2 separate regions of the Gossypium arboreum genome follow, and region 2 is linked to region 1. The links are chromatin contacts, called in public Hi-C maps. All regions are on one chromosome and are shown on one strand. The core of a region is the stretch at or near the end of the contact, and the rest is flanking DNA. Distances in the headings are between cores, read along the strand shown. Region 1 holds the start of LOC108483672 (indole-3-acetic acid-amido synthetase GH3.6). Region 2 holds the start of LOC108481890.

Evidence for each region. Hi-C and Micro-C count contacts between places; a contact is called where the count stands out from the background.
Region 2: a Hi-C map of leaf shows a contact between it and region 1, with 4 times the contacts expected there. The contact joins the promoter of LOC108481890 here to the promoter of LOC108483672 in region 1. A contact is called at or near these places in 2 of 5 Hi-C or Micro-C datasets (both in leaf).

What each region holds. Positions count from the first base shown.
Region 1 is chr1:112,355,356-112,360,724 of ASM2569848v2, forward strand. It overlaps LOC108483672 (indole-3-acetic acid-amido synthetase GH3.6), which reads right to left and starts at 2,277. Exons shown (of 3, transcript XM_017787199.2): 1 at 1,782-2,277; 2 at 651-1,579; 3 at 1-532. The coding sequence starts at 2,107.
Region 2 is chr1:112,627,135-112,632,064 of ASM2569848v2, forward strand. LOC108481890 reads right to left here and starts at 2,167. Exons shown (of 4, transcript XM_053030477.1): 1 at 1,796-2,167; 2 at 112-276. The coding sequence starts at 2,078.

The sequences.
Region 1 (5,369 bases), core at 1,027-3,526:
CTGAAGTAACTAGACACAGCCCTTGAGTTCAACAGCTCAACAATGGGTGCAAATTTCACACATCTTGGAGTCTTGTACTGGTTAATTGATGCACCTAAGCTAATGGCATAATCCATCAGCTTGTCAAATGTCCCGGGTTCAACAACCTTGATCTCAAGAGGTCCAATGGATTTGTCACATACACGCCCTTGGCGGTATACACTGTTGAGGGACTCTTCAATGGTTAAGCAACAGTCCTCAAAAACTGAAGGAGGAATTGGGGTGTTACCATTGAGACTAAGTTCCCAGTACAACACATAGTGGCCTGGAATTGTGGTGGTATCTGCATAACTAGTGTACTCAGCCAATGTTGCACCGAATGGCAGCAAATGGTTCACTGCATTCTTCACAGCATTTTGAAGTTCAACCTCATCAGTCTTATCTGAATCGATGCACAAAACTACATTTTTCCTGCATATGAAATTGAATTGCGGTGCGTTGTTTTTAAACCCTGCTACCCTTAGCACATCACCAACTCTATAACGATAAAGTCCTGCAAAAGCATTATTTTCAACTGTCAGATATAGACAAGTTATACTACAGTTCTTAAAGTATAAACATGATGTCTCTAAAACTATACAATAATTCTTAAAAATGTTATTTTGATGTACCTGAATAAGTGGTGACAACAAGCTCATACTCTTGGCCAAGTTTAACATCAACAAGGTCAACCAATTCTTGTTGTTCTTTCTCATTGAGAGTTTTGGGCACAGAAATAGAACTAGTGACGCCATTGTTCCTTTGAACCGGCAAGAATTCAAAGTAGGCCATTGTGGGAACGAGAGTGTAGGAAACTTCACTTGGCTTGCAAAGAGGGTTGAGGTTGACACCAAAATAGCATTCACTGGATGCATACATGGTGCAGACGAGAGGGAGGCCATTGCTGTAGTAATCAAGAGTGGGAATGTACTGTGACATGGTCCCAGTCACAATCACATCCACATATTTTGTATTAGGCCATAACCTTGTGATGATCCCTTGCCATGAATCTTTGCTGCACTCGGCCTCAATGAAATCAGCAAGTTTAGGATCAGGTTTCAGGATTTTCATAACAGCCTCTCTCACAGATTGGTCAGTGATTTGGGAATCAATGGTTCCTGTTCTTATATCATTGCAAAGGAGACGCCAATGTTTTTCAAGGAACTTGATGGCCCTGATGAAGCCAGAGGCAAAAACAGCGCCCACCCTGAGGACCTCTTTGTGTTGCCAAAGTCCACAAAGCATTTGAGAGTACATGCTTTGGTAAGAATCGGGACAAAGGATGGTTTCATTTGGGCTAGTGTAGTTGGTGTAAGGGTCATATGGCCTATCCTTGAAATGGGTGCTTTTGTAATAGCTAGTGAGAACAGGGCGTGCCACAAGGCCACCAGGTGTCTTAGCCTCGGATTTTATAAACAAAAAGTACATTCCTTTGCCTTTGTCTAGACCAGGGACAAATTGGCTCATAACAGGCATCAATAAGCTATAGAGCAGTGACCTCCTTCCTAACTCCTCTTCAATTGTTGGCATCATCTTTCTCTCCCCGCCTGATGTCCCAGAGCTGCAAAGAAGAAACCAAGACCATCCGTTTAGCCAAAACCAAAATAAACATGAAATCTACAAGGCAGGCTATCACTGATGTGCTTGTAAAACAGGTCAAGTTTGAAATGGCCTGCCTAGGAGGAGAGGAAACGAAAACAGGAAAAACCTTTTAAAAAAAAACATATGCATAAAAAGGAAAAAGGGTTGTTTAGTTTGCTGACCTTGTCAAGAACTCAGAAATGGCGTTGGAAGAAAGTATGGGAGAGGTATCACCATTGGCAATACGGTCAATATGGGGTTGGATATCCTCATAGGTGATGACAGGCATGGTTTTTTTGAAAGTCTCTCTATCAGTGTGACCATTAAGGCCACGTGTTTGCAGGTACTCAACATGAGCATTGCGTGAAAGGATCTCTTCAAGGACTTTCTTTTGAACTTCATCAGCGTTTGAAGTCACATCCTCAATGAACTGAAGGGTTTTCTTGTTCTTCAGTTCCAGGTTGTAATCTGCAGTAGGTTTAAGTGTGTTCTTAGGTGCTTCAGGCATGATTCTGATATTTGTTGTTTGCACTTTTTGAATGGGAAGAAAGGCCTTTTTTTTAAGAGCCAAGAAAGAGAGAGAGAGAGAGAGAGAGAGGGGAGGGTGTTTGATAGATGAAATGGATGTCTATTATTTTGGTTTGGGTTTAGGTGTGAGGGAAAAAGAAGGAAGGAGTTGGGTATAAATAGATGGAGCATTGAAGTTTGCTTGAGCTTTAAAAAATAATGGTACAATTAAGGGTATATACGTCAATTTCTCTTTTCTTATTTATCAATTATTTTTATTTTTGTTTTTGTTTTTTGCATGCCTTAAGATAAAGAAATTTGAATATTCCGATATGCTTCATATTTTTTTCCTATCAAAGTAAAACATGCCAAAATACCCAATTCAAGTTCTATCCTTAACTTTGATCAGTTCCCTTCACTCTAAAATCCCAAGTACCCAATTATCCCATTTTATCATTTTTAAAAAGAAAAATATTAATTCTTTTTATTTAAAATTGCTATTCACAATTTAATATATAAAAAAAACCAATTTATTTGATTAAATATCACGAAATTTTCACTTAAAACACATAATTAATTTACTGATTTTTTTTTCCAAAGTACAATGTATATGCTTAAATACAATTGATAAAGCGTAATTTGATATAGATATGGAGAAAAAAACCAGTTCAACCGGGTAGAAAAGGTTGACAGGCAATTCCCGGTAATCCCGCAGTAAAATCACCGGTACAAACGCGCTTGTACCGCGGGTGTCTCAAAAAATACCGGCAGCCAATTTCCTTTAAATTAGGTTTCAAGTAATTGTAAATTGCATTTCCCAGTAACAGATGAAAAAAACGGCGTTTACTCTGAAGTTCTCGCGAGACAATATGTCAATATCTCTTGAAAAGATAAATAGAAAAGAAAATGGAGAAGAGAAGAGAAACAAATTATGTGTGTGTGTTAGATGCGTACGGTAAATAATTGGGAGGGGCGCGTTTTCCTTATTATTTTCTTGTTTAAAGGATTTAAGTGGGACCGGCTAGCCAGCTGGCTGTCAAATTTTATAATTTGACACGTGTACGAATGGGAGTTCAGTTCCTTCACGTACTTTATTTTTACTAGGAACCTAATCGGCTGCAAAAGCTCGGCTTCTTACATATGTTGTTATAATATTACTTACTTTATAGAAGGAGTAGTCATGCCCCCAACTTTTACTATACAAATTTCTATTACGACTTTGACTTTGTATTACTATACCTCTATTTTATTAATAAAATATATTTTTAATGGAGATTTTGTATAAAAATTAAATTATATTTTTTATTAAAAGGTGTATATTTATATATTAGATAAAAAATAAATCGGTTTTTTCTATTAAAATTGATATAATTGATGAAATAACTTATGGTAACATATGATATGTTAGGTGTATCTTATCTGACATATAAGGATAATTTTTTAACAATAGAAATGAATGAAATATTTAATAGAATGACCAGTTTGTCATTGATCTAATGTATATGGACTAATTTACTTATTTTTCAAATAGAAGGGACAAATTACAATATGACTCTTAATATATAGATCTTCTTAGCACTTTTACTGGGTAAGGGCTTATAAAGGTTTGAATCTCGACTTTATGTCAATTAAAATTTAAAAATAGATTATTGACTTGTTTATAATAGAAAAAAAACTAATCATTTAATCAATAATGAAATATTTTAATTTTATAAACAAAAAGCATATATAAAAATGGAGACTAAGTTGGTATTTGATAAATAAAAAAATGAAATTATGGATTTTAATGTTGAATTTAACAAGTATTGTACTTGAATTATATAAAATTAAATGTTGAATATAAATAAATTGTTGGTTAGATTTTGAAAATATTTTACCATTAATTTTGTTTTGAAAATAAAATATATATGGTAAAAGTTAATGTGTTAAATATAGAAATATTATAAAACAGACTTTTAACAATAATGATAAAAAAATAAAGTATAAATTCATTGAATATAGTCTTCTTAAATGATAAATGACCCTTATTTACTTATCTTTTTCAATGAGTTTTCATTGAAAAATTCTAACTAATGATTTTTTTATATATATATATATATGTTATCAAACAAGTTTAAAACATTAAACCTACTTTCAATGAACTAATAAACAAGGCTAAAGTAATTTGGTTTCTAATTATTTTACTGTTCTATTGCAATTTTCATGTGAACAAAAGTTAATTATAAGAAATATTAAATAATATTATAATAATAATTTAAAGGGTAAATTTTATTATTAGTCATTCAATTATGTGTAAATTTTTTATTTTGGTTATTTTAACTAAAAAAGTAACAACTTGTTCACTAATGCATTCAAATTGTTTGTGTTAGCCACTCATTGTTAAGCGGTTAATGGTGGCACTTTTTGTTTGTATAATTATAATTTTAGTCCTTAGTTTTTATACTTTTGATCAATTTAACCCTAATTCTATATAAAATTATAAAAACTTTAAATTATTTAAAGAAATAGAAAATTCTATATAAAAATTCAAGTTATTGTAACAACAAATCTTCAACATTGCCATAAAATCACAAAAATGAATAAACAAATAGATCAATTTCAATCTCTTAACATAATATTCATTAGATATAAAACTTAAATATAATTAAAGACTAATGTTAATACAAAAAACTCAAGATTATATCGTACTAAAGCTCAAGATTGTTCAATATTGAGACATAAGAACCAAAATGATCATTCAAATCTAATAACACATTAAAAACAAAATAGAGTCAAATTAGTAATATCTATAAGTTGAGTTCTATGTTGTTGAATAAATTCTTCGAAATTGATATTATAACTTCAATTCCATTTTTAACCAAAGATACAAAATTTTAATTTATTTAAATTATTTTTCAAAACCGAATAATAAAAAATAAGTTATATTCCAATTCTTTTTCTTTTCTTTTCACACAATGAAAACAAATTTCCCTCGTTGTCTCTCCTTTATCTATTTTTATTTTTATTTTGAATGTATTTTATATATTTTTATAATTTTCTAAATTTTTCAAAAGAATTTTAATTTTATCAATTTATATAAAATCAGGGTCAAATTGATAAAAAATATAAAATATAGGGATTAAAATTATTATTATACCGGTTAAAAAGTGTCACCATTAGTCACTTAACAGTTTGGTGGTAATTTTTTTCGAAAACGCTAGTGACTAAATTATAACTTTTTAATTAAATAACCAAAACGAAAATTTACCCATAATTAAGTGACT
Region 2 (4,930 bases), core at 917-3,416, 270 kb after region 1:
AAACTAGATCATAAACAGTTAAAATGGCACTCAGAAGACCGGACCAATAAATATAATGCACTAAAACAACAAAGGTAAAAAGTCGATGGTTTTAGAAAAACAATAGCACACCATGAGTCGGTGACCAATGAACAGCATTAACAGCTTTTGCATGCCCATGCAGAGCTACAGAAAGCTTTCCAGGAATTTGACTTAGCTGTGTACGGCCCTTTGGTTTATGCCGCATCAATGAAAGAACATCATGTGGTAGATCCAGTTCTGAAATGCTTCCAAGAACTGAGAACAAGAGATTACTGTATCAGCAGGAAAAATGACACAAGTTCTTATGATTATAGTAAAAGTTAATCTTGACACAAGTGAACAGCTTATGAGTACAACGACGTAGCATAAACCTTATTGTTATTAACACTACTCAATAAAAGTATCATAAATAATAAGGAACAAACAAGATTCACGAATACATTTGTTATGGTGAATACTTTTATGAACGGGTGAGACTTCGTTCTACAAATAGAGGAAACATCCAATTTTTAACAATAAGCTTGTCAAATATTTGGACAGATTCTGTCAACAATCGGGCTTATACATTTATTCGATCTGGCCCTTTGATTAGACGCGAAAAACACTGAAGGATACAGATTTGACTGGTATAACTATCAGACAGGAGCACATCATCAGAACAAACCATGTTAAAATTTTCTTTCTATCATTTGAGGGCTCATATCCATTTGCTTTTTGCTTCCCTGACCCTGTTTGAAGTTCCAACCCAATAATTGTGTACACAAAGGAAACACAAGCAATTCTAAAACAAGCTGTAGAATACATGAGTAAGATATTATCATATTAATGCCAAAAAAAAGAGTTAGTCAAATTTTGCCATTAGTCCCGTGTACTAAACTGCAAATTTAGTCACTATACTCTAATTTAATCATTTTTAGTCCTTGTACTTTTCGAATTTTGAAACTGTAGCCCTTGTACTTTTCAAATTTTGAAATTTCAACTTTAGTCACTATGTTAAATTTTGTTGTTTCCGAAATTTTATGCAATAAACAATTATCACACGGAAATTCAATGTCAACTTACTATTTCCATATAATAGTCACAAAAATGCCACCTCATTTTAGTCAATGAATTTAACGACTACAAGTAGCCTGAGACATGACTTAAAATTTCAAAATCCCAAAAAAATGGTTTCTAGAAATGATTGACTCAAAGCACAAAAACTAAATCACAACTAACGCATGTAGAATTTGACCTAACGAATTTAATTGTTACCGATTATGCCAGAAAAAATACTATAAAAATGACTAAATCCACAACTAGCAGAATCTGAACAAAAGACTTCAATACACAATGTAGAGGAAAGAAAATGGGCTCAGTGAAATAGGCAACAGTAAAAAAAATGGCACTAATCTTTGAATGAGATAAGATCATTGAACTATACAAGGAATATTAAATACTCAAATAGAGTGCAAGGCAATTGAGTCTCGGCTCCAGCCGCCTCCTTGCCAAAAGGTAGTATCAACAACAACAACAAAAAAAAATTTACATGAACATTTTCTTCCTACCGAGTCACCAATTCAATCCAAAATTTCTCTACTCAATTGAAAACACAAATTAAATTAAGTTTCTAATTTTAAACATTGATTATTTCATCAATGACAAGACTACCCATTTCCTCTTTTCACTTGGTTTTCAACAAAATAATAATCAAAAACTGCAACTTTAAACCAAAAAAAAAAAAAAAGCCGCTAAAATTGGGGAAATAAAAGAAAAAGGCAAAAGCAACAAGTACCTGATTGATTGATGACATGATGATCCCGGTGAATCGGGTTCGGTTCATGAGCCTGGGAAACCGCACCAGCAAGTGCTCGTTCCCTTTTCGATATGTACCTGCCGGGAAGCGGAGCTTCTTCTCTCTTTTGAAGATCCAATGTGGGAAATAGGTATTCGGGTTTGGGCCGTTTGGAAGGGCGGAAAGGGAGGTGGTGATGGTTTACAGGTTTGGGTTCAGGGTCGGGTTCGGGTTCGGGTTCATCGTCTGAAGTGTTGGAGTAGGCTTTGAAAAGAAGATCCATGGCTGAACTGAAAAGCTATTTTTCTTTTTCGGCCGCCTTTTTCAGTTTTTTTCTCCGAAAGGGCAAATTGGGTGTTGCAAAATGGCCATATAATTTGTATGCCATTAATCAAAGCCCATTGTACTGGAAAAATGGGGCTATTATTTAACCACTAAGGCCCATGATCTTAAAAATATGGACCCAAGTGCCTACAAAATTCATAAATACAACCATTCTTGGGGCCTAAAATGGACCTAAGGGTGGTGAACCATGCCCATGGCTTTGACAAATGGGGTTTTTATTTAACCATTATAAGCCAATGCCCCAATGAAAGATGCTTTATAACATTCATAAATGGGCTTCTTTATTTTTTTATATTTGAATGTAAATGTGATAAATTAATATATTTGGTAATATTTAGTTAATCGCATAACTTATTTTTAACAAAGAGAAAGAAAATATTTTTCCTATTTTGAAGAGGTTTTATTCATTTTCTAATTTCAAATCTAAAATTGTATTAACTATTGTTTATTTTATGTCTAGTTATTGTAAGGATTAATATTTGATACACTTGGAGTATACTTTTTTATTCTACAAGTAGTCTTAAAATTATCATGTCTCTTTTTTTTAATATTTTGTAATACTTCTATATGACACTTTTTACCCTCTTAACCACGATTGTAAAATCTAAAAATTATACCAAACATTATATAAAACTTGTTATATGTGTTACTAGAAGAAATATAAATATTTTATTTTTGGATATTATATAAAACTTGCAGCCTATTATTTAATATTGGTTAAATTTTTTATATAAATTAAAATTGAGTAATATATATTAATGTGCTAGTGAAGTGGAGAAAACCAAAGATACTCCCCTCTTTAAGGTTTTTCCTTTACTAAATATACTTTTTTTAATAAAAATACTTGTTACAAATCATAATAAGATATAAAGGGTATTTTGAAATTTCAAAATTGGGGTGATGTTGTTACGACACTCTTTTTTTTTTTTTTTTTTTTTAAATATATATAGGTTGTACTATTGTAATAAAATATGGATCTGAACAGAAAAACTGGTGATGGGCCCTGAACAGCAATAATGACTATAAGAGAATAAAGGGATGCAGGAAGTAGGTCCGACCAATCCTTCCTCTTCATATTTCCATCATCAACCCCTTCAAAAATATATTTTAAAAAAATTAAATAAATTGGACCTTACTTTTCCAGGCTCCCCCCAGGGTCCTACTCTTCAAAATCATAAACAACTTTAATCAAAATTTTATTTTCAGACTAATTATATACTAACCCTTTTCTTTTATGTATATAAAGAATAAAGAATAAAGAATAAAACTTTATAACTATTGCTATTATTGATGCAAAAATGAGGTCATGCTGTCAAGTCTTTGGCCTAGAAATTCAACCATGTGCCCTAACCCCCACACACTCAAACCTTCTAGGACTGTATATTCTTCTTAACAATTTTTTGCAGCAACTGACAGCCAAATTATGGTACTTCATAGGAGTTTTGATAAGATATATCATATTTTGTCTTCCAATGGGAAAAAGGGTTATCAATAGTGGTTTAGAAGAGACAAGTCCTAATTATTCAATCAAATGCTCATTCCAATTACATGTTAAAAATAAGAAGCGGTTTCAGGTGGGGCTAAAGTCTGACTCATGCATTTTATTAATATGACTGACTCGAAATATTAGTTTTAAATTTTATTTAAATTTATTAATATTTATAGAAAAAACTAACTAAAATCAGTTTAGATGCATCAATATTTAAAAAAATATATAATGACGTTTAATTATATATGTTTTAATAACATTATATATATTTCTTTTATTAATTTTCTAAACATTAAAAAATAATATTTTTAATATTTACATTACAATACTATATATTTAATTTTTATATAATATGGAATATAAAATATATAAAATTTTAATAATCTTAAAATTGATCAAATCAAGCACGAGTTATGAATATTTAAGTCTAAGTTCATATTATATCATAAGTATACTTAAATTTTTTTTCCATTATTCGGATGGACTTTCAAGTTTAAATGTATAATTTTGAAAGGAAAGATAACTCGAATTTTGAATAGGTGTATATCTATCTAAAGTTTAATAATTAATTTGTGATGAAACAATAATATTGGCAATAATGAATTATATATGGAAAAAGAAATGTAAGCAATTGAATGTTGTTATGGTGTGTGTGTGTTTTTTAAAAAGAAAAAAAGGATTTTAGGTGAAAGCTAAGTATTCTCCAAAATATTTATAACCTCAAAGAAAGCAAAGAGAAAAAGAGAAATTATAATAGAAACCGACCAAATAAAGGGGGGGAGTGAAAAACAAAAAGGATAAGAAGACAAGCAATGAAACAGCATTCAACCCAAGTATTTCAAATATTGTAGGATTATATAGGAAGGGGGTTTTGTGAAAGGTGGGGACCAATGTAATTGACTAAAACAAAATTCAATTTCACTATTTAAAAGTTAAAAGAAGAAGAAGAAATGAAAGGGGCTAAAGGAATGTTTCATCAAAGAGGGTCAAGATCCATGTCAACCCCCACCAGGTGGGATGACTAATTAGGTGACAATGACCCATCCCCACTACTAGTCAATTTCTTTATTTTTACACCTCATCGTTGTATTGTAACACACCATGGACCTTTCTTTTATATAACATAAAATTCATGGTGGAAACTCCAAGTACAATTTTCAAACCCCATGAGAGTTTGTAACAAAGTCAATGAAAAGAGAGATAGTCTTTTAAGGCACAACTCTCTTAAGCCTTTTACTTTTTTGTTTTCAGATTTTTAATCTGGTTTTTCTGCAATTTTCGGATCAATTATTTAATTTGAT